6 separate regions of the Mus musculus genome follow, and all the other regions are linked to region 5. A link is a contact called in public ChIA-PET, Hi-C, Micro-C and promoter capture Hi-C data. All regions are on one chromosome and are shown on one strand. The core of a region is the stretch at or near the end of the contact, and the rest is flanking DNA. Distances in the headings are between cores, read along the strand shown.

Region 1 (4,919 bases), core at 1,335-3,834, 420 kb before region 5:
TCAAAAAATAAGGTGGGAAAAAATAATAAGGCAGAGAATAATTGAAGAAATCACTCGAAGTCTGACTCTGTCCTCCATGTATACATAAACACATACACACACTCCAAAAAGTCTTCCCACCCCAAAAATGCCTTTAGGGGGTGTTAACATAGTTGTAAGGGTATTATTGAGGAGGCTGGCTAAAGGGCTCAGGAGGTAAAGGTGCTTGCCCCACACGTTCGCCAGCTTGAATTTGATCCCTGGAACCCACATAAAAAGTCTGATTTACGTCAGGCATGTATCTAATTTCAGCACTTCGGCGAGATGGGAGTCAGAAACGGGAGAATCAGCTGCAAGCACAAGGGTCAGCTTGCCTGTACTGCGCAGCAGAAATGAGCTGCCCTCCCTCAAGGAGGTGGAAGGAGACACTCCTAAAAATCGTCCTCAGACTTCCTCATGAATATTAATAAGCTTTTTTTTTTTTTTTTTAATGTACTGTTTCCACAGCATTAGGCATCCACTCCTTGCTATGCAGCCATCAGCATCCATTTCCACACCTTCTCATCCTAAACTGAAACTCATCTGGTCACTAAGAACTTTACACTTCCTCTGGCCTCAGAGCCTAGAAACGCCATTCTCCTGTCTATGGGCTCGCCTGAGGATCTGTTGAATGGGCCTCATGATTGGATACTTTGTGTCTAGCTTTCTTCACCTAGCCCTGTTTTCAGGGTTCAATTCTGTTGTAGCTGATTGGAGAACTTGATTCCTTTCTAAGCCTGCTGATGCCCCTTTGTTTGTGTTTATGCTATCAGCTTCACCCACTGACCCATCCATGACCCTTTGGGAGCTGTTTCTAGAATTTCTACCTTTCCTCTCCTTGGAGCAGGAGTGCACAGCAGACTGACAGCATTCCTGCTTTCAAGTCCTTGGTTACATACTGACAAGAGAAATTGCTGGGCCTTGTGGTAGCTCTGGCTTTTCCATAAAGGTTTCTGTAGCAACTACGTCATTTTGCATTCCTACCAGCAATGTGAAAAGGTTCCAGATTCTCCACATACTTGCCAACACTTTTTCCATTTTTCCATTTTTGTGCTTTTTTTTTTTTTCTGTACTTGCAACCTTAGTGTGAAGTGTTTTGTGAATTTGGTTTTTTTTTTTTCCCCTCTGTTGATTGGCCACAATGAGTATCTTGTTGGCTGTATGGGTCTTAGCTACTTAGTCTTTAAAAACATTTAAGTCCTTTGCCTATAATTAAATTAGGGATTTCATTGTTGAGTTTTAGTTCTTTATGTAATCTGGACACTAGGTATCTATTTTTTGGCTACAAGTGATTTATCACTTGTTGAAACATTGTTACCTTTTAAATGTAGAAAACTCAAAAGAGGGCCGAGCTTGGTGGCTCAAGCCTTTAATCCCAGCACTCCGGAGGCAGAGGCAGGCAGATTTCTGAGTTCGAGGCCAGCCTGGTCTACAAAGTGAGTTCCAGGACAGTCAGGGCTATATAGAGAAACCCTGTCTCGAAAAAACAAACAACAAAAACAAACAAAAAACAATAACAAAAACAAAAGAGAGAAAGAAAGAAAGAAAGGAAAACTCAAAAGAGATGGAAACAAGACGGCCTATGAGAGTTAAATAACAAAGGGGTTTCCCATCTAGGGCTGTGTGGGGCCACAAATAGGGCTATGGTCAGACCCTCACAGCAACACCAGCCACAAAAAGACAAAGGGCAAGGTAGTACTGTATAGTATTGTCCCTATTTCTGTTTCAAATATACATAGAATTATAAAAATAGAAACGTCAAAATGTTAACACTAGTGATCTTAAATAATCAGAGTGTTTATTTGTTTTTGTTGTTGTTTTTTGTGTTGTTGTTGTTGGTGTTTTTGAGATATAGCCCTGACTGTCCTGGAACTTGCTCTGTAGTCCAGGCTGGTCTCAAGAGCAGAGATTCACCTGCCTCTACCTCCCAAGTGCTGGGATTAAAGGAGTGTGCCACTACCTGGCATATTGATCAGGTTTTTAAAAATTCTTGTCAACTTTCTAAATTTTCTCCAGTAACGTATGATTTTTGAGTTGGAAAATTATAAAGTTTTTGTTTGTTTGTTTGTTTGATACTAGAATGGAAGCCAAGGTCTCCTGTCTGCTAGGAAAGGACTCTACCAACTGAGGTACACCCTTAGATCAAGAACTGGGTATTTTTAAGGTATTCTCAAGTGTTACTGCAATTTTGCAAGACTCTTTACATCACGTACACAGCCTCAAAAAAGGAAAAATCTCACGAGGAGCTTGAGGGTTACCCGTTTTCTTCCTCCTTGCCAAGATTTACAAACTCCAAGGGCAGGAAAGCTTTCAGAACAGAAAAGTCTGACTAAAACGAAAATCTGATTCAAGTGAAATGCAGCCCTAAGGTTCACAGTGACAGGCTGAGAGCCCGCCCTGAGTCTGCGCAAACTCATTTAGGCCGCGCGCAGAGGCTCCGCCTCCCGCCTGCCCGCACTAAGGTTGGGCGTGCCCGGCGCCAGGTCCCGCCCACATACCTAGGCCCCGCCCCACACGCAGGCCTCGCCCCGGAGCCGCAGCCTGCTAGGCCGTAAATTTGCATTCAGAGCTGGCCGACCCAGGGCCCGCCCACTCTGTGCTTCACTCCGCCCGCACCGCCCGCGACCCCGGAAGTCGGAGATGGTGGCCCAGTGGCTCCACCTCCAGCTGGGCAAGGCTCCGCCTCTAGACAGGGCCCCGCCTCTCAGCTGCGAACCGCGGCCTCCAAGTATGCCGCACCCTGGACTTCATTTCCGGCGCAGGCTACTTAGAAGTCACGCCCCCAGACTCGAGAGGCCCCGCCCTACGTCTACCGCGAGTCTGCTTCCGGGGTGGAGCGTGAGAGTTGTGTGTTATTTTAAGGGCTGTGGGCGCCGTGGGCGCACTTCTGCCTTTTCTGCTCCCTCTGTACCCCCTCAAGGTGTGAGCGTGGAGCTTTCTAGGTCCCTAGAGGGGGCAGGCCACGGCACCGTCTTGGCGGCGGAGTCCTGGCACCGGGAACCCGAGGCCCCTCCTACTTTAGACTGTAGCCTCCCTCTGTACCAGGAGCGACGTGGCCCTGCCGGGTGCTCAGCCCTATCCAAGAAATGCAGAGCCCAGGCTAGCCCCGCAGTGTGAACGCCCCTTTTGGAGGTCTGCAGGCCCAGAGACGAGAGCGCCTATTTGTTGACAGCCACTTTTCAGGAAGGCCCGCACATGCTTCTGATGTGCTGTCGCAGGGCTCCTAGCCACTGTGGCCAGCACTGTCCCTCCACAGAGAGACAAGTCCTTCCACACCCTGGTTCTGATTCTCTGGTTTAATCTGTTCTGCTCAGCTGGAGCACATAGTTCCTTTCCGTGGTCACCTCTCGTCGCCAGCACTGCCCCGTTCATCATTCTTTATTCCTAGCCAGAAGACTTTAAGCATCCTGGAGGTGCCTGATGTCCCCACCCCAACTTGTTCACCGAGACCATCAAATAAAGGTTCTTTAACCTTTAATAATGGCTCATACAGAGGACCCACTGTGGCTTAAAACATCATGGGGTTGCTTAATCTACTAAATGTCCTGGCTTATCAACTCAGCACACTGGAGCATGTGGTTTCCCCTGGTGATGGCCAGCGTTGAGAAAGGGTGCTTATATCGCATTATCACCAGCATGGAAGAGATCAAACTCAAAATCCCAAGTAGTGTTTCTGCTGATGCCTGTCGCTTCTGCACCATTACAAGATCAACCCCCAAATGAAACATTGTAGATTGTGCATCATTTGTGCGCTGTCTTTCTTTGTACCGGAGTCAGGAGTGGGTTGCAGAAGATGGTCTCTATGATGCCTTTGAAGAACATGGAAAAGTAGGTGATTTCCAAGCATCTGGTTTGTTGGACCAAGCCTGCCAAGCCACTCTCAGGGACAGAATGTGTATGAAAGAGACCACCCAGTGTTCTCATATATAATTTTGAAGAAACCAGCCTTGTGCACTGAGAGTGCCTCTCTCTTCTGCACCTACTGCTCTCCTTGGGATAGCCTAAGGTATCTTATTGGTTCCATAGTGTCTTTCCAGGTCTTATGTGGTGGCTGTTGGCAGCAGTGGGTACCTAGCCCTGGGCTTGAGGTTCTACCTCATTTGTTTGCAATAGTCCAGATTTTCTAGACTGAAATGTGCCTCAGAGAGGCAGCCTTACAGTGCTTTGGTTTTTTGGTTTTTTTTTTTTTTCTTTCTCCATATTAGAAGACAAAGCTTGGGAACTGGATGGGCACCTCTATAAAAAGAAAACACATGGTTTCCAAGAGAATGGCCTCTCTGGTTTTTGTTTTGTTTTGTTTTGTTTTTTTCCCACCAATTGTGGACAGAGGCACACTTCAGCCCAATAATTTCAAGTGAGTCGAGGAATCTCAACTCAGAGACCAGTGCCCCCCTTTTTATGGGAAAAAAAAAGAATAAATGTGTCTTGGGTGTGGTCCAAGGAATAAGGACTCTTGGAGCTGAACAGGACTTAGTAGGAGGGTCTAGACTACTTTTGTGCTCAGAAAATCATTCTGGGTTCCACCTAAGCCAGTATAGGGTGAGTATTTACTCCTCAGGGCATGCTAGCCACAATGCAGAGAGGCCTCGCTGATTCAAAAGAGGCTTTCAGCTCCAAACCTCTAAAGAACTAAGGTTTCCCGGGAGTTCAGACTACTCTGAGGCCTCAGGCAAGCCCTTCATCTCCTTCTTTCCCTCACTCTCTTCCTCCGTCCCTTCCTTCCTTTCTTCCATCCTTTCTTTATTTCTTCCTTTCTTGTTAAAGATTTATATTATTTTAAATTTTGTGTGTGTCTGTGTGTGTGTGTGCATGTGATTATACTCATAAGAGTGCAGGTGTCCAAGGAGGCCAGAGGTGTTGGATTCCCCAAAACCAAGAGTTAGAGACAGTTGTGAGCCATC
Region 2 (4,707 bases), core at 1,517-4,016, 320 kb before region 5:
GAGCTCTAAGCCACTATGTGCATACTCACTGCAGGAAACTCCCCCCACGTTACACCTTCCTTCCACCTCTGGCTGGATGCATGCAGCAAGGGCTTTATAGATTGGCTTTCTCTCATCAGCCTGCAAACTGGTCAGGAAATGTGGGGGAAGGGATGAGTGTGGCTAACCTGCAGCCCGTGGGCCACTTATACCCCAGGATAGACCAACACATTTGCAGGTGACATCCAGCGTGAACTAAAGCACATGGCCCAAGACTCTTCAGTGGTTACTAATGTGCCAACGAGGGGACACAAGAACATTAACGGTGTCTACTTAGCCCTGCACAGATGGTGTCTCTGTTGTATGTGTATCTAGAACCCCTCAACACCTTAGGAAGCAAAGAGAAAAGATGCAGAGGTGTCCCAGAGTCAGGCATGTACCCTCTGAGATAGCTTCTTGGAGGGGGGGGTTATAGGACAAGTCCTTTCCTCTCAATACAGTCTGTCAAACAAAATTCACTGTCCTTTATGGGTGACAGAGAGCCATTTGAGGAGGAGATGTTCAGGATCTCTAAGAGAGTCTGGGTGGAAGGAAGTCTATGTTCCAAAGTGATTCTTCTGGACAGAGAGTCAAAACAAACAAAACCAAACAAAACCCCCATATTTTCTCATCTTGAAACCTTGGGCGCTCCAAGAATTCCAACTGTCATTTTTTTTTTCTGTGTTCTCTGGGCTCAGCAGTTACTCTGCTGGCCCCTCTCATTCCGAACCATTCTTTCCAGATTATTCCAAATGTCTGGTAGAACTGGGTTAACAGCAGAACACTCTGCAAAAGAAGGCAGCATTCCTGCATGTGGACTCTGATCTTTGGAACTCAGGACCTACAACCAAGCACCCTCTCTTCAGTGGCCACCCCAACCACCTGGTACACTAGGGAGGATGTCCTTTGGAGATGCATCTACGTAAGCAGCCTCCAGCCATTCTTGCTCACTGTTATATACAGGCCAGGGTAGGAAAATGGACTAATGTTGTCTTTGAATATCCCCTGGGCCATTCAGGAAATCATACAGACAGGTCACTGTGCAAGGTCTTTTAATTTTTCCATTTTTTAAAATTGTATGTGGCAGAGTAGCTGGTGTGTGTGTGTGTGTGTGTGTGTGTGCTTGTGTGCATGTGAGTTGGTTCTTTCCTTCCACCGTGTGAGTCCCCAGGTTGGAATCCAGGTCATCAGGCTTGGTAGCAAGCACCTTTACCCATTCAACCATCTCCAGGGTCTCAGTTTTGCAAGCTTCGAAGCATAATACAAATAGTAGCTATTTCCTGGCCACTGCGTGCAAGAAAAGGCGAGCTTGCCAGTAGGCAAGTAGGGAATGTTCTGTGGGTGTCTGGCAGGTGGGGCAGAGTTCACCACAGGTATGAGGCTGATCAGCAAAGGTGGGTTTAAAAGACGTCCCTGAATGTGCCTGTAGGGTCTGGTCTCCAGTTCCCAGGGTAAGGAGATGTGCGCTGAAAGTTTCCTTTCCCTAGTAGGCTCTCCTGGGCGCTCATCGCCACAAATAGCATAGTGGCAGGCCCAGCGTGAGGACAGACAGGAGGGCTGGCATAGCACACATTTCGTTCCCAAAGGAGCGGCGTCCTGGGGCGTTGGCACCTCGGGGGGCATGTGCATTCCGTGACTGAAGATCCAAGGACGACACAAGCAAAGCGGCTGCTCTGGGTCGCAGCCTGCTCCCAGTTGCAGCCTCCCGCCTGCGCTGTCAGTTGGCAGAGCCCCAGTGCCTGAGCTGGACACAGTCAGCCCCTCAACCCCTGAAGCGTATGCAGAGGGGCCACAGCCCGGGGCGGGGCAGAGGCGGAGGGTGGGTCAGAGCGGCCGCGCCTCCCTGCGACCGTCCTCGATGCCCTTCAGCCTCTGCCTTCCCCGCCCGCCACACCCACCCTGGCACCTTGGCCACCTGTTGCCGCGTGCCCCAGCTCGCTCTTCCTTTCTCCCCATTTCTCATCCTGGGACTCTAAAGATCAGATTCCGCCTGTCCGTCCACCTCCCCACGAACTCCCGGGACTCGGGGAACAAGCTGTGCGATCTAGACCAGCTCAACGAGGGCACCCGGAGGAAAGCTCAACCCAGACCCGCAGCCTTGAACTTCAGTCCTGGCCGGTGCGCGGGGCTGGGAGCAGGAGGGAGTGCGCGCCAAGGCGCACCCTTCCCACCGACTGTTCTCCCCCGTCGGGTGACCTTGGGCAGTCCCTTCACCTAACCCGCCTCAGTTTACCAACGGATGCCCGGGCCCCGAGGCACTAAATGGGCATCGAGGAGAGCTGCCCCGGGCCTCTTAGGCCCCGCCCTCCCCCGCAGCAGCCAATCAGACACTGCCGTCCAGGGGGTGTGTCTCGCCCTGAGCCGGGGCCCGGGCCTAGGGGGCGGAGTTTCCGGGGCGGTCACCTCGCCGCGGGACCCCGCAGGGGACGTCCGAGGGGCGGCGCGTGTCGTGGGGGCGCGGCTGGCACGGGCGCGCGTAGGCGGTGCCGGGCCGGGGCCCCGGACGCTACGGTCCCACGACAGGGGTGACGGGGGCGGAGGCAGCCGCTTACGCCCCTCCTGGCGCCTCCTCCTGGGCGCGCTTGGCCCTGCGGACCCGCAGGCGGAGTGCAGCCTCAGGTGCCCAGGGGCTGGAGGGCACGCGCGAGGGCGGGGAGCCAGGCGTCCCCTGTCCCGGGACAGTGAGGTGGGTGGACAGGGAGGGGAGGGGCTCGGTGGCGCATGCGCGCGGACTAGGGGCGCGGGTCTGGAGACCCACAGCCACTGGAGAGGGCACACGCTAGGAAGGGCACACGCGTGCGAGTTTTCAGGGCCCGCGGAACTGTCCGCCACTTCGAGTCCCCTGGAGCGCCGTGCGCCGGCTCCGAACATTGGTGTTCGCAGCTGTTTTGGGGGCTGGAGGGTTCGTGGAGTCCTGGAACTGGAGCGACGCTGGGTCCTCTGGTTGTCCCCTGGAGGGGAGGGCACACGGGCGGGGACATCGGGGCGCTCCCTTCTCACGGCGTGGTGCATTTGGGCGTATCTCACCGGGAGGCGTTTCCTGAGACCCTCGGGGAACTTAGAGGAGAGGTAACTGGAGGCTCCCTGACAGACTGATTCTGGGGTCACAGCCTAGGCTTTGCTGGGGACCTGAGAAACGCTGCCGGTGGGTTTGAGTCAACAGCAGCGGACCCTCTTTGAACACTAGTTTCCTCATTGCTCCTGATCGTAGTGGGGCGATGTTGGCCCCAACAGTAGGGTAGAGACGATGCCAAAGTTACCCTATGTCTCTGCCCTCCAGAGGCCAGTGCCACAGCGGGTCCTGTGTGGGGCCAGCTTTAGTCTCCTCTGTGCAGTGGCTGCGCGGCTGGCCTGATATGGGTAAAGGGAGCCGGGAGTGCCCGTGTGCTAGTCCGGAGGGTGACTCTGCCCCAATATCCACTCCAACTAGCCTGAAATAACTGCACCTCTCCTTTTCCCAAACTTTTTTTTTTTTAATTTAAAGGAGAGAATGTTCAGATACTAAAGAAAATCTACGGTGGTATATAATGTCTTTGGGGGCACTCTGCCACTGGGGTGCTCACGGGCCCCCAACCCCAACCTACTCCCTTCCTCTAAGGAAAGCAGAAAGGCTCCTTGGGGGAGGAGCACGGAACTTTCTTGGGCGACCCTGGGACACTGTAGTGGTTGCAGGCAACAGGGTCACAGTGACTTTCCCAAGGTGGTGGAGAGTTGGGGGAGATCCAGAGAACATATTGTAACCGGTTCCTTCTTTAACGTTCTACAGCCAAGTTGAAGTTCAAGGCCCTGCCTTCCCTGTGAACTGACGTTTGTGGCTGGTCAAGTTCGGGAACAAGACGTTGTCATCACAGGTAAAGAGGATTAATGGACGGCTTCCAGACTGGAATATTGTAAACGCTGTCTTTGGTTGCACTTCAGACTAGCAACAGGGCTTGGATAGTGGTTATTTTGTGGTGGAATAGTAAATGTCTTTTCAGGGCTCAGGAAGCCAGGTAAATGGGTAGTCCATGTTTCAGTTCTGGGAAAGTGCGTTTGCTTCATGGGAACCGCATTTCTTTATGGCAGGCTGCGTCGGCGTAGTTTAAAAAGGTGGTATTGCGTTAGAAATGGTGTTACTTGACTGGCTTATAAACTGGCTCATAAGACCGTCTCTTGGCTGTCTTCATATCAATTCAATGAAGTAGTCGGTTAGTTTCATCATTAGCCAGGCAGGGATGGCCCCCAAGAAGCAGCTAGAAGGGTATGACTTGGTGACCATATGAAAATCCAGAGCCAGTGGGACATGAACTGAGAGTGGAAAGCAAAGTGTCTCCTTTCCAACCTCTTAAACATGCATGGAAACACTCCAGACTCATAGTTTGTCAGGAGGGTAGGAGCCTGCGATGTAACCCATGCTAGCCTGGAACTTGCTATGTAGCAGAGGCTAGCTAGCCTTGAATTCTTTATATTCCCACCTCAGGCTCCCAAGTACTGAAAGCTGAAGTAGTTCTTTTTAACTTATGTTTGTCAAGCCTATAAACAGAGTTTATGTGTGTATATGTGTGTGCATGTATCAATGTGTGTTTGTATGTGTGTATGTGTCTAGGTGTGTATGCTATGTGTATGTGTGTAAAGGGTGGGAAGAGAATGAGAGAAGAGAAAGCATGTTTCTATTTTGTTTTATTAACTATTAAGTTGAGAAAAATATTT
Region 3 (4,959 bases), core at 862-3,361, 480 kb before region 5:
TGGAGGTCCGGTCACACATACAGAAACATGGGGGAGGGGCAAGTTCTGGGGCCTCCATCACAAAATAGTCCCTCCCCCCAAAACTATCCAGAGGAGTCCCCAGAATGGCTCCCACACCTTGGACCTCACAACCATTGGCAATGAGAAAGGCTTCACTCGTAGGTGCCACCATATCCCACCACCTAAGGTCAGGGCAAAAGCCATCTGAACTAATCCCTCAGCACTCCCAAGGGGCATACTACCATGACCCTGTTCTTTTCAGATGACAGTGAGAGGGTGAGAGGCTGCTCCAGACACCTGCCAAAGAGATGGTGTTCATAGCACCGACCCATTTAGGTCCCATGGGAAGGCCCAGCTACCTTTCCTGCTCAACTGAGGGAACACACACACACACACACACACACACACACACAGAGAGAGAGAGAGAGAGAGAGAGAGAGAGAGAGAGAGAGAGAGAGAGAGAGATTCCCTGATTTTTGGGATTTTTTTTTAACTCAAGAAGAGGGGTGGGGGGGCAGCTTATGGAGGAAGACAAATTCTCCCTTGGGGCTCTTGGGCAGAGGAAAGCTTGCTTAGTCCTACCAGATAGTGGTCACAGGCATCTAGGAGCCCAGGCTGGGCTAACAGAGACCCCCCTCTCTACTCAGGACTGACCACCAAGTTGTTCAGAGCACCACAGCCAAAAGCCTTCCCAGCCATGAAAGATGAGGTAAAGGCATGAAACCCAGGTACCACTCCAGGGAGTCCCCCAACCTCGGGCACCCAGGTCCTTCCGCTGACACTTTTTCCCATTTGATGATAAGAGGACTTTGCTGAGAAGAATGGTCAGCAATGGAAGCCAGGGCCGGTGCAGTCAAGCGCCCAACTCAAAGGCCTTGGCGCCAGAACCAGGTAGCTGGGATCTGCATGGATCCTCCTCCCAAAGGGCGGTGGGTCCCTTCACAGGCCCAGGAGATTCATTACAGGCTGCTGAGAGTCCAGGAAGCAGTGGCCTGCCCACCCTGCCCCCATCCCAGCAAGCTCAAAGCCCCGGCACCCCTCACCTTCATAAACAAACACCCAGGGACATAGCCTACCCTCACAAACCTACAATAAACACAACCACTCTCAGCCGCAGACACTCCCGCCCAGGTCTGCAGGAATAAGGAAGAGACTTTCAATCCTGCCTCTGAGGCCACCAGGTTTGGTCCCTACCCCTCTCTGGGCCTCAATTTCTTCACCTGTAAGATGGCGGAGGTGCAGAGAGCTGGGAAGGGTGCTGATCTTCAGCGACTGTTTCTACCTCTCGCCTGGAAAGTCGGTCTCCCAGGTACCGGAACCCGCCCCTCCTACAGGTCTGGTCACTGGCCTTCCTAGGGCCAAGATGAGGCTGGCCTCAGAGCGCCGGGCGACACATAGTAGGATCGCCGGGCAAGGCGGGCACAGATGTCCGCAGGTGCTCCGAGTGGGGGTGGGGGTCTGGTCCCGGCCGGCCCGCCAAGAGTGACTAACGCCCGCGAGGTGCGGTGCGCTCCGTTCGGTCACACTGCCCCTCCACCCCCAATCCGGGGAGGCCGAGACAGATTCCGTCTAAAGGAGATCGCGGCTCAACAGGTAAGGACTCGGCTGGGTTCAGGAATGTGGAAATACGACTCGGAGCAGCTACGGCGGCGAGCAGCGAGCGCGGCCCGCCTGGAGCCCGCCCGGCCGGCCGCGCCAGGGGGAGCTCGGTGAGAGGGGGCCGGGCGCAAGGCCCCGGGCGGGCGGGGGCGCGGGCCCGGGACGGAGCCCGAGGCTGCTGCGCCAGCCCCACGGCCCATCCCGAGCCAGCCGGACGAGTTGTCAAGGTAATTTCAACATGTCCGGGTGATGGATAGAGACGAAGGGCCGCGGCGGGTGCAAGGCCTGCGCGCTCGCGGCGAGTGCGCGCCCCGATCTCCCCCGCCGGGGATGCCCCACGCACCCCCCCCCCGGCCCGGCGCGCCCTCCCGGCGGCTAGCGCTCGGCCCGGGCTCGGCGCCCAGCGCAGCCCGGGGGAGGGAAGGCGCGTCCCACCCCCGGGGCCTGGAGCCCAAACAGGTGAAAGTACGCGCCCGGCACGCTCGCCGCTACCCGCGAGCCCCGCTGCGGCCGTCCGCGGACCGCGCTGTCCCTGCTGCGTATTGGCTCCGCGCCCCTCCGGAGGATCTCTGGCTCCGGGGGGGCTCGGTTGAGTCTCAACGAGGCTGGGTTGAGGGCCGGAGATACCAGCCAGCCTGGCCACTTCAAGAAACGCCCTCCCCCACCAACTCCTATCCCCAGGTCCGCTGGAGGAGGCTCTGGTGGCTGCCGGCTCCCCGTCTGCAGCCCCCCGCCCAGAGAAATACTCACCCGAGCTTCACGTAGAGGACGCCAAAGCAGAGAAACACGTAAAAGATCCACTTTCGAAAGTTTCTGTGCATGATCCAGGGAGGGGGGCTGCGCCATAGACAGCTGCGGCCGGAGGGGACGCGCGGGTGGGCAGGGGCCGGGCAGGAGCCAGGGAGCTGCGGTAGGACCACGCTCAGCCGGCGCTTCGGCTCGGGAGGCGGGCGACGCGTGGGCACCCGGCACGCGTTGCCACCATGGTGAGCCCAGGGCGCCGCAGCCGCCGCGTGCGCCCGGGGGAGTGACCCGGGCGGGGAACCGCGACCTCGGAGCCCAGCGGAGTGACCGTGGGACTCTGCGAGCGCAGGCCGGGGCCAGGAGCAGCGGGCGGGCGCTGCCTCCACTGGGCTTAGCCGCCTGGGGCCGTGCGCGCCTCGCGGTGCGCCGGGGCGGCCAATGTGTCCGCACTTGTCCGCCTCCCCAGGTGACTCGCGGCCCCGGCAAGCGAGCCGCGAGCAGGCGAGCGCGCCCCAGGTAGGAGGATCCGCCTCCCGCCCGCCCTCCTCGCTCGCAGCGCGCTCTCTCGCGCGCGCTCCCTGGCTCTCCCCTCCCTTTTCTCCTCCCTCCCCCGTGACACACGAACGCATCTAACCCCTCGCCCCCCCTCCCCAGGCCAGCTCCCTTCCGATCGCCCTCCCAGGACTGCGTGGGAAGAGGGGAGGGAGGGGAGAGGGTGCGGCTCCAAAGAGACACCTGCGCTCCTCAGAGACAGTGAAGGTGGGGGTAGGGGCGGGGGCTAAGAAACTACCCGCTCAGGGCTTGGTGGTCACTTGGTTTCCAGTTTCTAGTTAAAGAGAGAGAGACCACCCACCACCATCTCCTTTCTATGTGCAGACATCTTTCCCCTAGACGTTACCTACGTGGGTGCTTCCAGGGCCACAACTCCGGATCAGGCATTGTTACCTGCCCAACAAACTCGGGGAAAACTCGTTCCAGTGCCCGGCACTGCAGAGCGCAAGCAGAGCGTGGGACTTGAGACTGGTAGACACACCAGCCTGCCCAGCATTAAAAGTGGCACCATGACAGAGAGACTCAGAAAGGCATCCTTGGAGAGTCCCAGTCTGAGGATTCTGTCTCACTCTGCAGGCCTGTCCGATGCGGGCGGGTGTCAGATCTGATTCTTGTTGAACCGCTAAAGTGGGAAGTCAGACTGGCCTAGGTGCCTGGCACATCCTGTGGTGTGTCTCGCTTGATCCTATCCTGGATAAATGGGTGACAGGGACACTGCCTGTCACAGCTAGGTCTGTCTTAGCACAGCGGACCAGCTAGTAACCAGACACATGGTGGGTGGGTGGGGGGTGTGTGCCAGGTTTTCAAGCGTCTACAGCCCCGGACAGCAGCATCAAATGGCGCCCTTATGACAAGGGGATGAACTCGGAGGGCGCTCGTCTTTAAACTGGCCAACACCCAATTGCCTGGTGTGGAAATGAGGAGGGGTATGAGGGGGCGCTGTCCTCAGCCCGGAACCTCGAGCTCAAAAGCTACCGTCCCTGCCCCTAATCCCCTCTTAATCTCTCCAAATCCTCTGAACTTTTGCCACGACCCGACCCGGGAGAGAGAGAGTCGCTCCTGAACCCCAGGTCCAGAAGCCGGCAGGTGCAGCTGTGCAGATCGTTTTGAGTTGGAGGACTCTTTAGAAAGGAGAATTTGGACATCACAAGCAGGGAAACTAAGGCACAGATGTCAAACGGTAGTTGCAGTCCCACACCACTGTCCCCTGAAACCAAGAACTCTGGATGTCGCACAACTTGGTAGGCAGGGAGCTGAGCTGGGCCAGGTGGCTGGGAGCAAGCAGAACAGCCTGGTAGCTTGGCAGGTGGATGCTGCCATCCCGTGGCGACAGGGAGCAACGCTTGCCACAAGAGCTGGACTTGAAATGGTTAGGGATTCCTCACTTTGCCTTGGAGTCTGGGGGCTATTCCACCGTCCCCACCAACAACCCCTGTCTTGGGGTCTGTTAGTGAGACAAAATATTTATGTGGCTGCATCGGGGCTGGAATAGCAACAGCATCCACGCGTGCCTCCTCCTCCCTGCAAACAAACAAACAAACAAACAAACACCAAACAATCCTGGGGTCTTAAGATTCCTAGCCCATCTCCAGACCTGTCAGATCGGGAGGCCCAAGATAGGGTTGGCCTTGGGATTCTCTAGGAGGGTTATGTCAGAGAAAAGTGGGTAATTCTATTGGTAGATGGGACCCGACCTGCTTCTAGGCCTTAGTTTCCCCAAAACAGAATGCAGGGTTGTCTGAAGTACTGCATAGGGTCTGTAACACAGCGACGTGCTGCCCCCTGCCGACAGCAGGTGGGAAGCAGCACCGCCCAGGCGTCCTAGGAGACCTAGAATCACAGAGGGCCTCCTACCCGTCATTTGACCTTGCAGCTTGAAGAAGATGGGTTAAAGCTTAGCTCCAAGACCCCCCACATCTGTCTGTGGGATACGGTGGGGACTTGCTTCTACCGGGAAGCTTCTCTCCGAAGGGCTAGGTTGGGATTGGTATGAAGAAGACAGAAGGCTCCAGAGCCAGGACAGTTTGAGGACCTGGTTATCTGTGGGTTCAGCCAGGCTCCGCT
Region 4 (4,302 bases), core at 1,507-4,006, 400 kb before region 5:
ATTGGATAAGAGAGCAAGTCTTGTCTTTCCTGGGTCTGATGGTCTGATGTCTAGTTCTAGGGGGTACTTTGGGGGACCATCTGGAGCCTCTATGAATCTGGCTTCTCCGGTGGTTGGCAGGACAGGTCATGGAGAGGAGCCTGGTGGCCGTGTGTGTGTGTGTTTGTGTGTGTGTGTGTGCATATGTACATGCTCCTGTGCACCCATGTTCCCCAATATTTGAAGGTATAAGTTGCAATCCTCAATACAGGAAAATGCCACATTGAGGCAAGAGGCAGTGTGGCCATGAGTGCCTGGTTCCCCTGAATCCTAAGAGAGGAGTCATTCTGGGCAGGGGGGTGGGGGGGAGTCCTAGTCTGTCTCCCTAAGAGAAAACAGTTGTCAAGTCTTCTTCCTGGATCCCGGGGCCCTCTCCTGGCCCAGCCCTATCCAGTAGAAACAGTGTGAGCCCCAGTCACAGGCCTAACAGTAACTGTACGGTTCCTCACAGCCATGGTTTTAAAAAGGAACGGCAGAAGCAAGAGAAGCCACTTAGCTAATAGAATCCATTTGCTCTAACATAGATCCCAAATAGTAATCTCAACATGCCACACGGAATTACTAATGAGAGACATCTTTTCCCCCTACCAAGTCCTCAATACTCTAAACATATTTTATGCAAGCGTCCAGACTTTGATCTTTCTCAAGGGGTCGGGGGGGGGGGGGGCCCAGAAGGTGGGCAGCTTGCTATAGTGGGGCAAAGCAAGTTGAGCTGGTTTCTCAAAGCTGGAAGCTTTCTTTTGCCCCTCCTTCCCCCCCCCCCCCCCGCTGGGTGTCCCTTCCTGGCTAGGGCAGGGGACTCCTCTATTGGATTGTCAGGCCCCCAGCAACCCTGAAAACGGATAAAAGGGGACTCGGGCTGCAGGTTTCCAGGGCAAAGACGAACTGCTGGAAAGGGCTCTTCCACTGTGCTCCCAGACGCCAGGGGACCACACAAAGGGCTGGCTTCAGGCTCACAATGGTGGGGCGGTTAGTCACTGTGCCAGGGCAGCAGACAGGCAGACAGAGCCCCCTGTGTCTGTGCCTGTCAGGCTGGGCCCTTATAGCTCCTGATCCCCTGCCTGTGTGCCTTTGTCTGCACCCCACCCAGCTCCCCAAGTTAACCCTCTACTACCCAATGCCTACCTGGCAGCCTTTGGTAGTGCACTCTTGCCAAGCTTGGGTTGCCATCAAGTTACCTTGGCCAAGTCACACTCCTTCTAGAAGCTGGGTTCAGACCTGTAAGGTTTCGTTGGCCTCTCTGGGGGAAAACTATTGGCCGGGTCTCTGTCACTGTGACCTCACTGCCCGGATTTTCATGTTAGAGAACCTAGCGTGCCAGGCTCCCAACTTGTAAGATCCCACCCGAATTGGAAAGAAGGTGTCCTCCAAGGATGGGGGAGGAAGGCAGTCAGAGCTGTGAAGGCTGTAGAAGTCACCCTGGAGTGGGTGTATGTTTCAAAGGGAGCGGACTGAGGTGAATATTTTAATCCTGTGTGTAGATAGATGGATAAGATAAAATAAATTAATTATGACCCCGCCCTGTCTGGAGACTCCCTAAAGCGCTCTCGCAGTTAACCCCAGCTTCAGCTAGTTGGCAGTTACAAGTAAAATCTCTCCCAGGCCTTGGTCTCAAAGCCTCAGATGGAATTGGCATTTTGCTGTGATTTGATTATTTGATTGTTAAATTATTGATGGTTGCATAAGGTAATCCTCCCCGAAAGGTAAAAAAGCAACCCCTTCCTGCCTTTTTAATTTAAAAATTGTCTCAGTAGAGATTTTTTTCTTTCATCCTGGCTTTTGTTTGCTAAATTAAAATGGCATGTGTTTTTGTTTTAGAAAGCAGGGATTTTTTTTTTCTATGCCCAGTGTTAAGGAGAGGAAGTAAAATAAATCTTTTGAAAGTGTGCCCATCCATTCATGGCTTAAAAATTCCAAGTCCCAGACTTTGTTCTCCTTTCTCTCATTGAGTTGGAGGAAATAAAAATGTGTACTCATGCAACTCACCTGTTGATTGTTTTTTTTTTTAAGTTATTTGTTTTATAGTCTAATCCCCATTGAGCACCGAGATGTCTAGCAAGGCTGGGTCTGTATGGTCTGTGAGAGGTTGGTGCCTCACAGGTCCTGGGCCTGGCAGGAGTCCGGGCCATCAGCTCATGGGTCAACACATGTCTGTGTGCGGCAGCTCAAACTGCCTTCAGAAAGCCAGGAGTGGTGGGAGACATATGCTCTACACACAGCATTTTGTTCTGATTTATTTTAGGCCATTTAAGATGCTGTTAGCACGAAGAGTGGCGGATCTCACTCACGTTCTGAAAACCATTGGAGTTTCAAGCTCAAGTACTTTTTTTTTCCAATCCAAATTTAGGAATTGCCTTTTAGAGTAGAAAACAGCACAGGGGCACTCCTTTTATCCCACTTTTAAAGGAAGATATTTAAGCCACCCTCATTGGATCTGGAGACCCATCCCTGCAGCTGGAATCTAGAAACAGCCCACTGTAAACAAGTGAGAAACAAGATACACTCTCACAGGGGTCAGGGTCCTGGGATTGGAGTGTCCTTAGACATACACTGAGCCCTGGTCTGTGCACAGATCTTCCTTCTAAGGCTGTCATGTTATCAGAAGGGAGACTACCAACCCAGCTGAGACACTGTCACACTCCACAGAGTCACTAGTCAGACCCACAAGCTGCATCATGCCCTTTGAGTGATAAAGGGACCCGTGTAAGTACCATTACTTTAAGGCGAACCTAGACGGTCTTTGTTCCCTGTAGCTCTGCCCTGGCTCCAGGCGCTACTACTGACACTGTGAAAACAGCAGACAGACAAACCAAACTCTATAGGAAATACAACGACTCTCCGACTCTCCAAGGAAAATGGTCTGGAAGCTGTTAGAGGGGTATAGAAAGGCTCCTTGAAATTTGAAGGTGCTTCACTCCTGGTATAAACAGGAGCCTGCTCGCTTGTAGCTGTTGGGGCTACTGCAGGCCAGTGACACCAGCAGCCAGTGTTGGCGGATCTCTTGGTTTCAGTTTCTATTTGAGAAACAGAAGCTTTCCCTACAGGGTCAAGGGCTGGAGATAAGGGAATAGCTATAAACTAACTTTTTCTTAAAAAGAGGCAATGGGTGATAATCAGTATTTGCATTAAATTCATAAACAGTAGCCATTCACACACTTCATTCTCCATGTGAATTATATCTTTGTGATATAACATAGTCCTGTGATTCTGAACGCATCATGGATACATTGTAAACAATTTAGAGGTTACAGAAATGAATGCAAGGAAAGGTGGTTTGTGGTTTCTACAAAGAGACAAGCTCTCCTCACGTTTTCCTGGGCTTCCTCCCTCTTGACTCTTGCAGTATCTGTTTGCACGATGCCTGTCTGCTCCGTTGTCCCCGTTTCTTTGCCATTTGGTTCCAGAGGCACTTCTTCCTCCCAGGCGAACCCGATCTGTCTCCTCCAAGTGGCCAGCTCTGGCCCTTAGGTATTCAAGGAGAAGGCCTCCGGCTCCCTGATACCAGATTTCTTCCCTGAGGTTTTGTGAGCCCAGATCTGGCAGCCGGACCTTAATCATTCCAGCAGCAGACAGCCACACTGCAAAGCTAAGGATGTACAAAAACTCTGGGTGCATGGGAGTAGAGCGGCCCAGAACCTTGCTATTAAGGTGGAGAAGGGAAACTGAGGCTTTCCTTGGGGTAGGGGTAGAGGCAGGTAGGGAACATGGCGGTCAGCACAGGGACCTGCAGTATGGCGATATGATAAACAGCAGTATTGGTGTTTGGATCCTGGGCAGAGTAAAACAGTTGGGCCAAATAAAGCAGGCCTCTTGTTAGCTGTGAAGTGGCCGTCGGCTCTGTTGAGATAGTTGCCTCTAAGGTGTCCATTTTATGGCCTTGACTTAAATCTACCAAGTGGATTGCCAATGGGGACAAGGGGCTTGCAAGCAGGGAAACACCAGAAAGGTTAATGTAGGGATCCAGTCCCCAGATGCCATATCATAGTTAGGCATGTACCTCAGCTGGCCCTACAAATTAGAAAAAAAAAAAAGTTCCACAGAACCAGGCCTCTAGAAAGGGAGCTAACAAATGTATATACAATGTATACATGGAGTCAGCTAAATTAAAAAGAAATTTCAAAATTGTTAAATTTTGAGTTCCTTGCTGAGAACTAGAGATGTCTTTATGTTTCTCTTTCTTTCCCTATTTTTTCTTTTCTTAAAAAAAACTTTTTAAAAAGATTTATTTATTCTCTTTAATGTGCATAGCTGTGTGCACCGGCA
Region 5 (4,676 bases), core at 1,554-4,053:
GTATATTAGGACTTCAAATATTCAGATTTGTGAGACACAGTCGGGACCACAATAGCCTTTATCAGTTAATGAGGGGCCATGGTTGTGAGGAGCCTCTGAGTAGGTGGTGGTCATGGTAACCCCAAGTTCTCCTAGGGGTAGTGTCTGTCCAAGTCTGTCTTCTAGAATGTACTTATTGACCAGTTTCATTCTCCACCAGGCAGTGCCTGGGAATGGGTACCCAGTGAATGCTTGTGAGCAGGAGGGGAGGGATTAGAGAAGTCTGGCTCCATTGTGGGGCTCATCCTGGATACTCATGCAAAGAACATTCCTGGGCACCCTCTGGGTTATGCCAGGCTCTGGCTGTTGCGTGTATCTGCTGGTTGTCTTCCTGATGCGGTGATGCTATGGCCTCTGGTGGCTCAGCTTGACCAGAAGCCCCAGCATCTCCCAGGCTCCCTTCCCATCACCATTAACACATGCAGGCTGAACCGGAAACAGCAGAGATGGAGATATGCTACAGGAATAAGGCCAGAGAGGATTCTCCCCTGGGGTCAGGAGCTGAGGGCAGGGCCTGTCTACAGAGGAACAGGAAGCCAGAGAGAGTGACTGGACGTGAGGGGCAGGGCTTCCTGTAACACCTCGCATAGAGCCCTTCTGCAGCTGTGCTGGCTGGCTTCAGGATGTCCTGTGTGATAGTGAGGACCTGCCTGTCATGCCATCCTCATGAGTGCATGTCAGGGACTTACTTTTCTATTGCTTTGATGAGACATTATGACCAAGGTGACTTACAGACAAGTGTCTAATCTGGGACTCCCATGGGTTAGTCCGTTAACTATCACGGCAGGCAACATGGTAGCAGACAGGCAGGCATGGTGCTGGAGCGGTCGCTGGGAGCTTATACCTTGAGACACAGACATGAGGCAGGGAGAAAGTTAACCAGGAATATGGGTTTGTGGAACCTCAAGCACACCAGAAACACACCTCCTCTAGCAAGGCCACACCTTCTAATCCTTCCCAAACAATGTCACCATCTGGGGAACCAAGCATTCAAAATATGAGCCTATGGGGGCCATTTCTCATTCAAACCAACCCACCTTCCATCGAGAGCCTACTCTATAAAGCCAGCTCAGATCATAAAGCCTTTCTGAGGGCAGAGCCCTTCAAAGTAATCACGTGCCACATGGGTGTACTGGGGATTAAGCTTGCAATGCAGGGACTCTGGAGACACACTTTAACTTCAGCAGGGAGGGATCCCTACATGAATGCATCGAACCTCTCCTGGTAGAAGCTGCCCAGCTGAGTTCACAGGAGAAGGGTGGGGAATGACTCCCGAGAACTCTGGCTTCCTGGGAAGCTAGAAACATTTTCTAACTGGGCGACTGGTCAAGGGAGGCTTTGTGGAGCTGAAACTTTGGAGTTAGCTTGGAAGGTTGGGTAGGGCCAGAGTGGAGAGGCTCCCCCCTCCTCCGCGCCCCAGGGAGGATATGGTCTAGGCAATCCTGGAGGCAGGAAAGTAGCACTTGTGCTTGCAGGGGGCGGTGGGGGTGGGGCGACGACCAGAGTCCGGTTTTGCTGTAGGACAGAGAGGAAGCAGGGAAAGCCAGGGGTAGGAGGAACCAGCGAGATTGGTGTGGCATTGGGCTGGGATGCCGCACAAAGGTGACTCAGAGGAGGTTCCTGCCCAAAGTAGCTCTCATCTTGCCAAGACCAAGCCCTGCAGGCAGCTTAGCCTGGCATCTCACACTGCCAGCCAAGAGCCATTGGACAGACCTCATGTTGTGCTACACATGGGCATTGCTTCTCACTCTGCATTCAGAGAGAGAGAGAGCTCACCTACAGGAGCCTCTCTGGATGCCAGCCCCAGACCCTGGGACAAAGGCCTGTCTGGAAGGTAGGCAATGCTGGAGGACAAAAGGGGGCCTGAATCCTGCCCCCACCCACCCCACCCCCCAGAAAGCTTCAGAGTCCTTCAGCATTCCTCAAATCTCCTGGGGTGCTTGAGACATAATAAGGTGGGGGACAGTTCTGGATTGAGAGGGTTGGAGGTGAGGTCGTCAAAGCCCCGCAGTGCAAGCGGGTCATGTGGTCACAGGTCTAATGTGCTGTCTCCACTTGCTGATGCTGAGTTTGCTACAGTCACCCTCGTACCCTACAGTGGACCTCCTAGGTCAGACCCCATACGGTGCTGCAGGTCAGTCCTCCAACCAGGCTAGGGCCTGGGGTTCTGGAGGGTGTGGTCTTTTACCAGGTTCATTAGTTATCTTTCTGGGTCCTTGTCAACCCTGGTTTTTGAAAGGCGAGTCAAAACGGGGGAAGTGACTCCTGGAGGATCTCTTTTCCTTTAAGATAGTACTAGAGCTAAAGTAGGCTTCCTATCGCTACGGTGACATTTAAAGGTATGTGGCATTCCTGGTTAGGTACTGAGTGGGAGAGAAGGGAGGAGTTGCTCACTGCCCTCCAGGTGGAGGTTCCATGTCCTTTTCCCAGTGTGGAGCTGTGCTCTGAGTCCAGCCTGGCGGTGCCAGGACAAGTATTTCTACACCAAGCGCGGGTCTCCATTTGGCAGTAACCGTCAAGCCAGTTCGCCGGGAGAGAGGTGACAGTGGAGTGTATCCTTGTGCTCGGTTGTGCCCGTGGCTGCGACTGGCAGGCGGCCACGCGTGCGCGTGGGCACGCGCGGCGAGGACCCACGTGGGTCACCCAAACAAAGGCGGCGCCGCGTGATCGGGCGCGCGCGCGCGCACACACCGGGCAGGGAGGGCGGGGAGGCGAGGGGGCGGAGCGGGGCGGCGGCTTGCGCAGGCCCGGTCGGGGGGCGCGCAGACTCCGCGCAGCAGGACGTGAGCGCGCGACGCGGCGCCGCCTCCGCGCTCGTGGCCGGCACCCGCGGGGCCGCGTAGTCCCCGCTCCCCGGCGCCGCTGGGCTCCCGGGAGGGCGGCAGGTGCAGCGCGGCCGGGTGGCCGGCCAGGGGGGCGCCGCGGCGGCGGGTGGATGAGAGTTGGCCCCGATCATCCCGCAGGGTAAGCGGCGCGCACGCGGACTCCCACACGGACCTGGGCGACGCTGGCCACGCTCTGTCCTAGCTGCCGGGCCGCGACCCCGTGTGCCCACACTCTCACTCGGTGGCCCACAGCAGCGACCCTCCCTTCGGGGAGCAGCGCGGGCGCGCCCCCGCACACACGCTCCCGGGGCGCGCGTCACGGCCGCCCCTCGCGCGTACCACGGGCGCTGTGCGGGTCAGGGTCCTGGTGGGCGAGAGGCAGACGTCGATGGGACGCAGGGCCCAAACTATGATGTGGGGGAGTCATTAGATGGGTCACCATGCCTAGGCCGCTAGCGGGGGGGTCAGGATGAGGGCACAGCAAATGTCGTCCTACTGACCCACTCTCTTGGTGGTGGGGGAGGACTGAAAAGGAGGAGGGCTGTCCAGGCCGGTGTGGCCCAACAGATGACCCGGGGAAAAGTTGTGGACGCTTGCTCCCTTTCCACACCCTGCTCTCTGTTATATCTTTTCCTTTCATTTGGAATTAGCCTATGGGATTCTGGGGACAGTTGGCACCTGGGCTGGAGCTTAGGCCTATGTGTTTATACAACCGTTAAGGTGGGGTGCTGTGTGGCAGTCCCTAACCTAAGACTTCATCTGTCCAGAGCGGGACCAGCACCTCTGAAGGGTGGAGAGGGACTGACTAGTCTGGATGTTGGTTCCCCTGTGGCCTTCCTACCCGTGGCCAGGGTAAGAAGCAGGCTTCTAGGGCCAGAGGCAGAACCTTGTACTCTTTGGAACTTCCCATTTTCAGAGATAAGAGAGATTCAGTTTGGGGGGACCTTGTTCAGAGTGGGTTCCCTTCCTGCCTTGCCTTGTGTAGATTAGGGACAAAATTAAAGGTGCTGAGTCTTAACGCACTCCCCCCCCCAATCCTCAATTTCGCTGAACCCCAGCCAGGTAGGAGCTTGCTTTAGGGCCAGGTTCAGAAGGAGGGGTCATGGTCCAGGCTCTGTAGGGTTTGAAATAAAGGACAGTTGGAAGTTAGTTTATCTCGGATACCTGTTCTGTGAGATCGGGCAAGGCACTGTCACAAAACCAGCCCTGCCTCAGTTTCCTTATCAGTGGGTGACTAATGACAAGATAAGAGTTAACAAGATGGTGTGGGTTCCACGGCAGCCAGACACACTCTAGGTGAGGAGTCAGGCAAGGCCATCCACCCTGTGCCTCTCAGGTGGCTTAGTGGCCCTGCAGAGATCGGAAGAATCTTCTCTCATTCTGCCCAACCTGTTCCCAGGCCCATTTGGGGATACACAGCCCAGTCCAGTCAGAGTGCTTTATTTAGTATCCCTGACCCGTGCTAGGATGAAGCCACAATATAAAGATGCTCTCTGGGACACCCCAGCTGGGAGTCTCAGTCAACATGCCTGCTCCTCCCTCCTCCCCAAACTGCTTGTGGACTTGGAGCCCCCTGCCTTTGCTGTGGTACTGATTACTGAACTCCCAGGGGTACGGGCTAGGATATCTAGGAGGTTGGATACCCAGGATGGAATTCTTTGTGGACCATCATTTCCCTGCTTTCCTCTGCCATCCTGGCTGATGGTGGTGAACATGGCTGTCCCTGTTGGTTCCGGAGATGTCTGTCTGAGTCCATGCTAGAACTTATGTCCTATAAACTGCCCGAGATAGTCTCAGAGTTGAGGTCTGTTT
Region 6 (4,937 bases), core at 1,639-4,138, 290 kb after region 5:
ACCAGGTTTTGACAGTAGGCCTTCCAAGGCCAAGTGCTAAGGATTCAGTCTGAGTCTTTAGAGTAGGGAGGCAGGATAAATGACATTAATTCTTCCCTATCTCCATCTCCTCCCCCACCCTCTTTTTAAAAAATAATGCCTCTCCATATAGCCTAAGCCAGACTAGATTCACTCTGTAGGCCAGGATGCTCTCAAGGTCTTGATCTGCCTACCTCAGCCTCAAGTACTAGGATTTCAGGTGTGCACCTCCATGCATGGCCACCAGTGTCCTTCTAACTAACAGGTGATTTGTGGAGGTTGCATGTTAGGTAGTATTGTGACTGTGGACTGTGATGGGTTGCTCTGCAGAGAAAGTTAATGGAACAGCTTTTCACTTGTGTGCTGATGCAGCGTTCCTGAGCCCTTTTGAGGTGCTGAGCTAGACCAGTGCTTGCTGTGAAAGGAGAGCCAGATGCAGATGTCTATAGGAACTGGCCAGGGAGAGCCTCTGGCAGTGGGAAATACAAACATGTAGATCCCGCCTTACTAATGCTGATATTTCACCTACCAATGTAAAGGGACAAAGGGAAAGGGTCAGGTTGAGGAGCAGTCTTCAAGATAGCCAGTGTCAGTCCCTGCTGGCAGCCTGTAACTCTGAGCCTGCCTCTAGCCAGCCTGTGTCAGGGGCCCCAGCATGGCCTGCTCTTCCACCTTCTCCCTGAAGTTGAGGCGGCTGCCTTGATTGCTTTAGGTAATCCTTCTGGCATCCGTGTGCCACATTCCTTATGGTAGGAGGATGTGAGGCAGAGAGATGGTTCAGTAGTTTAAAGCATTTGTTGTTACTGTAGAGAACTTGGGTTTGGTTGCCAATACCCACATGGCAGCTTGTAACTGTGTGTAGCTCCAGTGCAGGGGATCTAATACCCTCTCTGGCCTCTGAGGGCACCAAGCACTCTTTCAGAGCATATAGGCACACAGGCACTCTACACACAGAAAATAAAATAAACCATAAGTCATGTGATTTGACGTCTGCCCCCACAAGAAGGGATGTGGCTGAGCCACTGGGATCAGCTTCCCGGAAGACTGTGCAGCAGCTTCTGCAGTGCCCATATTTTCAGTGACAGGGTGTGGCTGACTTCCTCTTGCAGGTAGCACTTTGAGTGACTCAGATTTCTTCTACGCTGATTTTGAAAAAAAGTGCCCAGTTGTTTTACTCCGCGGAGAACTTGAACCTGCCCTGCAGAACTCTTGTGTGTTAGTATTTGTGATGGGCAGTGTTAATTGTCAATTCACAGACTCTAGAATCACCTGGGAGTGCCATGAGAGCCAGCTTTATCTGGATTATGTTAGTTGAGGAAGACCTGCCCATTGAGGCTGACCCTGTTCTCTGGACAGGGAAGACTGCTGAAAGGGAGCTGAGAACCAGCATGCATTCCCTGCTGTCTTCTGACTGTGGATGCCCTGTGGCCGGCTGCCTCAGGCTTCTGCTGCCTTGATTTCCTAACCATGGCGGATGGACCTTTGACTCTTCCTGCCACACTGTGCTCTGAGAGTCTCCCAGGGGTCTCGGTGCATTTTGTTAACCCCTCCCCACAAAGTCTTCCTGATCCTCTTAGGGCTGAGTACTATGTTTGGAGCTGGCCCTGTAGGTTCTAAAAGTCTGCTTCTTATTCCTTGGATTGGGCAGGCACCATTTTTAACTGAAATGAACCTCCCAGTGTGGGTGAGTCGTATGTGTTGGGGATCAGTTAGTTTTACTTCATGGCTTTAGCTGGCTTCTTTCCTACAAAGCTGTTTGAGGGTGTTTTCTTTATTCTCAGGTGGCCTACTGCCATGTGTTTCTTACTGAGAAATAACTCTTTGTAGATTATTGTTATGAGCCGTTGGCCTGTCATAAATTTGTTGGACTTTCCCTCTTACAAGCACTTAAGAGTTTTTACAGGATACAGTAGCCCTGCTTTTCTGCTGCCTTCCTGACCTGCCCCCCAGGGCACGTGCTTAAGCCACACAGCTTTCCCAGAGCCTGCACTGCATTCATGTTTGTGACAAGAGTGGGCCCTAAACAACCCACGGAGGTGAATTTTGTCCCAGTGAAAGACCCCCTGGTGTGGGGTGAATGAAACCATCTTTGTGGGGCTGACTGACCAAGGATTCAGGGTGAGCAGGCTGGGTTGCTGGTCTTATTTTGGTCCTTTATTCTCTCTGCTGCTTTTATGCACAATTTGAATCAGGGCTGCTTTGTTGGTTGATATGAAGACCCTCGGTTACTTTTGACTAATTAGATAGAGATGAATCACTTTAGTAGATTGATTTATGATGTTTGTATCCTTAGCAAGTTCATTTCCATAGGTCCCCACTGCTGAGAAGTGGGTGTCTGTCTGTGTAGTCTCCTAATTGGAATACAGAGTCAGAAAGAAGGTCTTAGCTGAAAGTCCAAGATGCCTTTCCTCATTAAGGAATAAGAAAGGGACCCAAATCTGTTAATACCACACTCAGGCAGACATCCTTGAGGTGCTGGAGGGCTGAGCCTGTCTCAGGTGCTCATCTTGTGGCTTAATGACCCATAAGGACCCTGGATTCCCTGCTGTCCCGTGTCAGGGAGAGCAGGGTTGGGGTTGAGACAGTTAGGATCCCCCAGGGACATATGAGCACCCTGCTTTCCTGAGAAACTGCGCCTATAATTTTCAAAGGCAAACTCAGCTTTTTTTTTTTTTTTCACAGCTGTAGTTTTTTTGAGGCTTTCAAAATAGCCAACTTGTTCTCCACCTTCTGAGAGAACCGAGTCTTCTTGAGGGGGTGGCAAGGGCGAGTTAAGGGGGCATACTTGCTTCCTTCGATTTGAGTGACTTCCCTTTTACTGTAGTGTTGCTTGCACTGTCATTGGCATACTCAAATGAGAGTTCCGATGCACAGCCGTCAGCTCAGTAATAGCCTGAATGTTTTCTGTAGCTGAGAAACTGGGCTGGCGCCTACTTCTCATTCCTCAAGGAGTAGTTTTTCTCATTATGGTTGTAATTAGTCATTCCTCCTAGACCACAGACTCTTTGAAGGAAGTCTGTTTACTCCCTCGTCCTGCATTAATGAACATCTGCTCTGTGCTAGCACCGTTGTAGGCCTGAGAGACACAGGCTTTGGGGTACCCTTCCGGGTTCAGGGTCAGTACCAGGAAGCATAGATGGGAGATTGAGCTTGTGGCATGTGCTGTGTGGGGCCTCTGCAAGCTACATTCTGTCCTTTGCGGTGGGGACTGTGACTGTGGGATTGACTTGTCCCCTGTGCAATTGCTGACTATAGTGGACCATACTCATTTGTGCTGCTGTAGGCATTACCCAATAGCCCTTGTCTACCTCAGAGTCTCTGCATCTTTCTCTGTCCTGTCCTATGGCAACCTTCAGTTGGGTTGGCTCTCAACTTTCAGTCTCTGTGATGATAGGGATTTATATGGGTCAGCCCAGAGCTGTGTCCAGGCTCTATGAGTCTCACCCGTCTCAACGTCACCTTCCTTCATACCACTGTGAACTTAGTATGGGCAGCCATCTACACTGGACAGACACCCCTCCACTTCCATCTCTGTCTCATTTGCTTCCCCACCCCCCCCCCCCTTTTTTTTTAATTGGCAAATATCCCTACAAATGAGCAGCCAAAAACCACTGAGTCCAGAGGGCAGTGAAGGAGCAGTTTCCTTTTTCAGACATTAAAAAGATGCTCTTGTCTCACCCTCTCCCTTCCCACCCCAGTTTCTTGTTAGTGCTTCAAGCTTGAGATAGAACCAGTTACTGCTTCAGCGAGTAATTTTTCTATGAACAAGAATGCCTACTCACAGTGGTGTTGTGAAGCCAAGAGCCCAGGCGCGGTAAGATTGCTATGTTGTGAAAGAACAGAAAGTGACATCGCAGGCCCAGGGAGTGCCTTTCTTTCTGTGCTTGTCTCCCCACCAGCATCCTGCAGCACAGCATCCTGCAGCACAGGCCCACCTTCTTCCGGAGTCTTGCTTTCCTGACTGCGGGTTCTGTGAGGTTGGTCAGGGCTATGGAGGGCGGGGGATAGGGAGCTAACTGTTGCTGTGAGAAGCAGCCGCCGGTGCTCTTCAGCTGGGACTGTCTCCCAGGCCACTGAACAGCTCCTGGGTCGTAAATATGCTCAGGCTAACCCATCTCACCCTTATCTTGTGGTTCTTGTCTGTTCACACCCCTCCCTCCAATCGTAGGTTTGTGCTGTGGCCCCACAGGTGGTGGCTGAAGTTTTCAGCAGTGGAGTAGAGAGGGAACGGTGACTGTGGTGTCTTCTATAACCTTGAATTGAACGTTATTTATATTAGAATTAAACATTCCCACTGCAAAACCAATTTGATCACAGTGTTAGTTGTTTTTGCTGAACCAGAGTTTTGTGAATTTATAGTCTGGCGTTGTGGTGCTACCCTCACCAAAGCAGGACCCTTTCTCCACAACAGAGCCCAAATCTGCGTAATTAAGTGGTACAATCTCTATCACCAAAGTGTCAGGGTTTCAAATTTAAAACTCCCAAGTTGGGAAATGTGAAGATTAGATCCATAGAGCAATTCCAGCTTGCTTATAAAGAACAGAATATTTTTGATTACCAGTTAAGCTCCTAATTATGTGAAGAGGTTTATTGCAGGGTTTGTGCAGCATAGGTGATTAGTGTCGTCATGACAACAGCCTCTCCCTCCTTCCTACCACCAGGAGCTTGCTCTCTGCCAGGTGCTGGCTCTTTACTCTACAGCCTGGCATACTAGACATCTGTACCAGTGTCGAAGGATCCTTTGGTAGGAGGGGAGACATATAAACTGGAGTCATTTTCCTCCTTTCCAGGCGCCACCCTCTGTTATGTGAATTGATATGAAAGAGATCCCAGCTCCACTCACTGCCTCATATTAGAAGGTAAAATTCAAGTGCTCAGGTACCTTGGCCATTTCAAATCCTGATGCCATCCCTGGAGGC

What was found. A called contact is a pair of places that touch in the nucleus more often than the background predicts. ChIA-PET counts read pairs in DNA pulled down with a chosen protein or histone mark. Capture Hi-C pulls out chosen DNA fragments and counts their contacts.
Region 1: a contact with region 5 is called in a Hi-C map of erythroblasts, with 3 times the contacts expected there. The contact joins the promoter of D130051D11Rik here to the promoter of Gramd4 in region 5. A contact is called at or near these places in 5 of 39 promoter capture datasets (3T3-L1-derived adipocytes, hippocampal neurons, liver and 1 more), 3 of 484 Hi-C or Micro-C datasets (embryonic stem cells, erythroblasts and regulatory T cells) and 5 of 115 datasets of contacts at active chromatin or transcription factors (bone marrow-derived macrophages, embryonic stem cells, large pre-B cells and 2 more).
Region 2: a contact with region 5 is called in a promoter capture Hi-C map of pancreatic islet. The contact joins the promoter of Ppara here to the promoter of Gramd4 in region 5. A contact is called at or near these places in 9 of 39 promoter capture datasets (the 3T3-L1 cell line, embryonic stem cells, hippocampal neurons and 3 more), 21 of 484 Hi-C or Micro-C datasets (B cells, CD4 T cells, CD8 T cells and 13 more), 5 of 115 datasets of contacts at active chromatin or transcription factors (acute myeloid leukemia, embryonic stem cells, forebrain and 1 more) and 3 of 9 other capture datasets (embryonic stem cells, embryonic tail and pancreatic islet).
Region 3: a contact with region 5 is called in a promoter capture Hi-C map of liver. The contact joins the promoter of AU022754 here to the promoter of Gramd4 in region 5. A contact is called at or near these places in 4 of 39 promoter capture datasets (hippocampal neurons, liver and stem cell-derived epiblast-like cells), 4 of 484 Hi-C or Micro-C datasets (the G1E-ER4 cell line, cortical neurons, liver and 1 more) and 1 of 9 other capture datasets (liver).
Region 4: a contact with region 5 is called in a Micro-C map of the G1E-ER4 cell line. The contact joins the enhancer-like site here to the promoter of Gramd4 in region 5. A contact is called at or near these places in 3 of 39 promoter capture datasets (hematopoietic stem and progenitor cells, maxillary cranial neural crest and pre-B cells), 3 of 484 Hi-C or Micro-C datasets (the G1E-ER4 cell line and cortical neurons), 8 of 115 datasets of contacts at active chromatin or transcription factors (bone marrow-derived dendritic cells, bone marrow-derived macrophages, embryonic stem cells and 4 more) and 1 of 9 other capture datasets (embryonic stem cells).
Region 6: an RNA polymerase II ChIA-PET map of memory CD8 T cells shows a contact between it and region 5, with 37 read pairs. The contact joins the enhancer-like site here to the promoter of Gramd4 in region 5. A contact is called at or near these places in 3 of 484 Hi-C or Micro-C datasets (CD4 T cells, CD8 T cells and memory CD8 T cells) and 1 of 115 datasets of contacts at active chromatin or transcription factors (memory CD8 T cells).

The regions. Positions count from the first base shown.
Region 1 is chr15:85,632,012-85,636,930 of GRCm38.p6, forward strand. It overlaps D130051D11Rik (a long non-coding RNA gene), which reads left to right and starts at 2,585. Exons shown (of 2, transcript XR_003951642.1): 1 at 2,585-4,024.
Region 2 is chr15:85,733,010-85,737,716 of GRCm38.p6, forward strand. Ppara (peroxisome proliferator activated receptor alpha) reads left to right here and starts at 2,767. Exons shown (of 8, transcript NM_011144.6): 1 at 2,767-3,087; 2 at 3,785-3,869.
Region 3 is chr15:85,579,031-85,583,989 of GRCm38.p6, forward strand. AU022754 (expressed sequence AU022754) reads left to right here and starts at 2,112. Exons shown (of 5, transcript NR_040433.1): 1 at 2,112-2,387; 2 at 3,220-4,959. It overlaps Wnt7b (wingless-type MMTV integration site family, member 7B), which reads right to left and starts at 2,791. Exons shown (of 4, transcript NM_009528.3): 1 at 2,350-2,791. The coding sequence starts at 2,420.
Region 4 is chr15:85,654,860-85,659,161 of GRCm38.p6, forward strand. No RefSeq gene overlaps it. Among named protein-coding and RNA genes, the nearest start is that of D130051D11Rik, 22 kb to the left of the region's middle. Within about 2 kb of position 2,757, at least 137 of the 459 cell types and tissues checked have an H3K27ac peak or open chromatin away from gene starts, as enhancers often do. A contact at or near this core is called in the G1E-ER4 cell line, bone marrow-derived dendritic cells, bone marrow-derived macrophages and 3 more, where this site is marked.
Region 5 is chr15:86,055,959-86,060,634 of GRCm38.p6, forward strand. Gramd4 (GRAM domain containing 4) reads left to right here and starts at 2,804. Exons shown (of 19, transcript NM_001379572.1): 1 at 2,804-3,003. The coding sequence starts at 2,975. It overlaps Gm41375 (a long non-coding RNA gene), which reads right to left and starts at 2,658. Exons shown (of 3, transcript XR_875536.2): 1 at 2,434-2,658; 2 at 772-883.
Region 6 is chr15:86,342,128-86,347,064 of GRCm38.p6, forward strand. All of the region lies in intron 8 of Tbc1d22a (TBC1 domain family, member 22a), which reads left to right. Among named protein-coding and RNA genes, the nearest start is that of Tbc1d22a, 130 kb to the left of the region's middle. Within about 2 kb of position 2,889, at least 107 of the 459 cell types and tissues checked have an H3K27ac peak or open chromatin away from gene starts, as enhancers often do. A contact at or near this core is called in CD8 T cells and memory CD8 T cells, where this site is marked.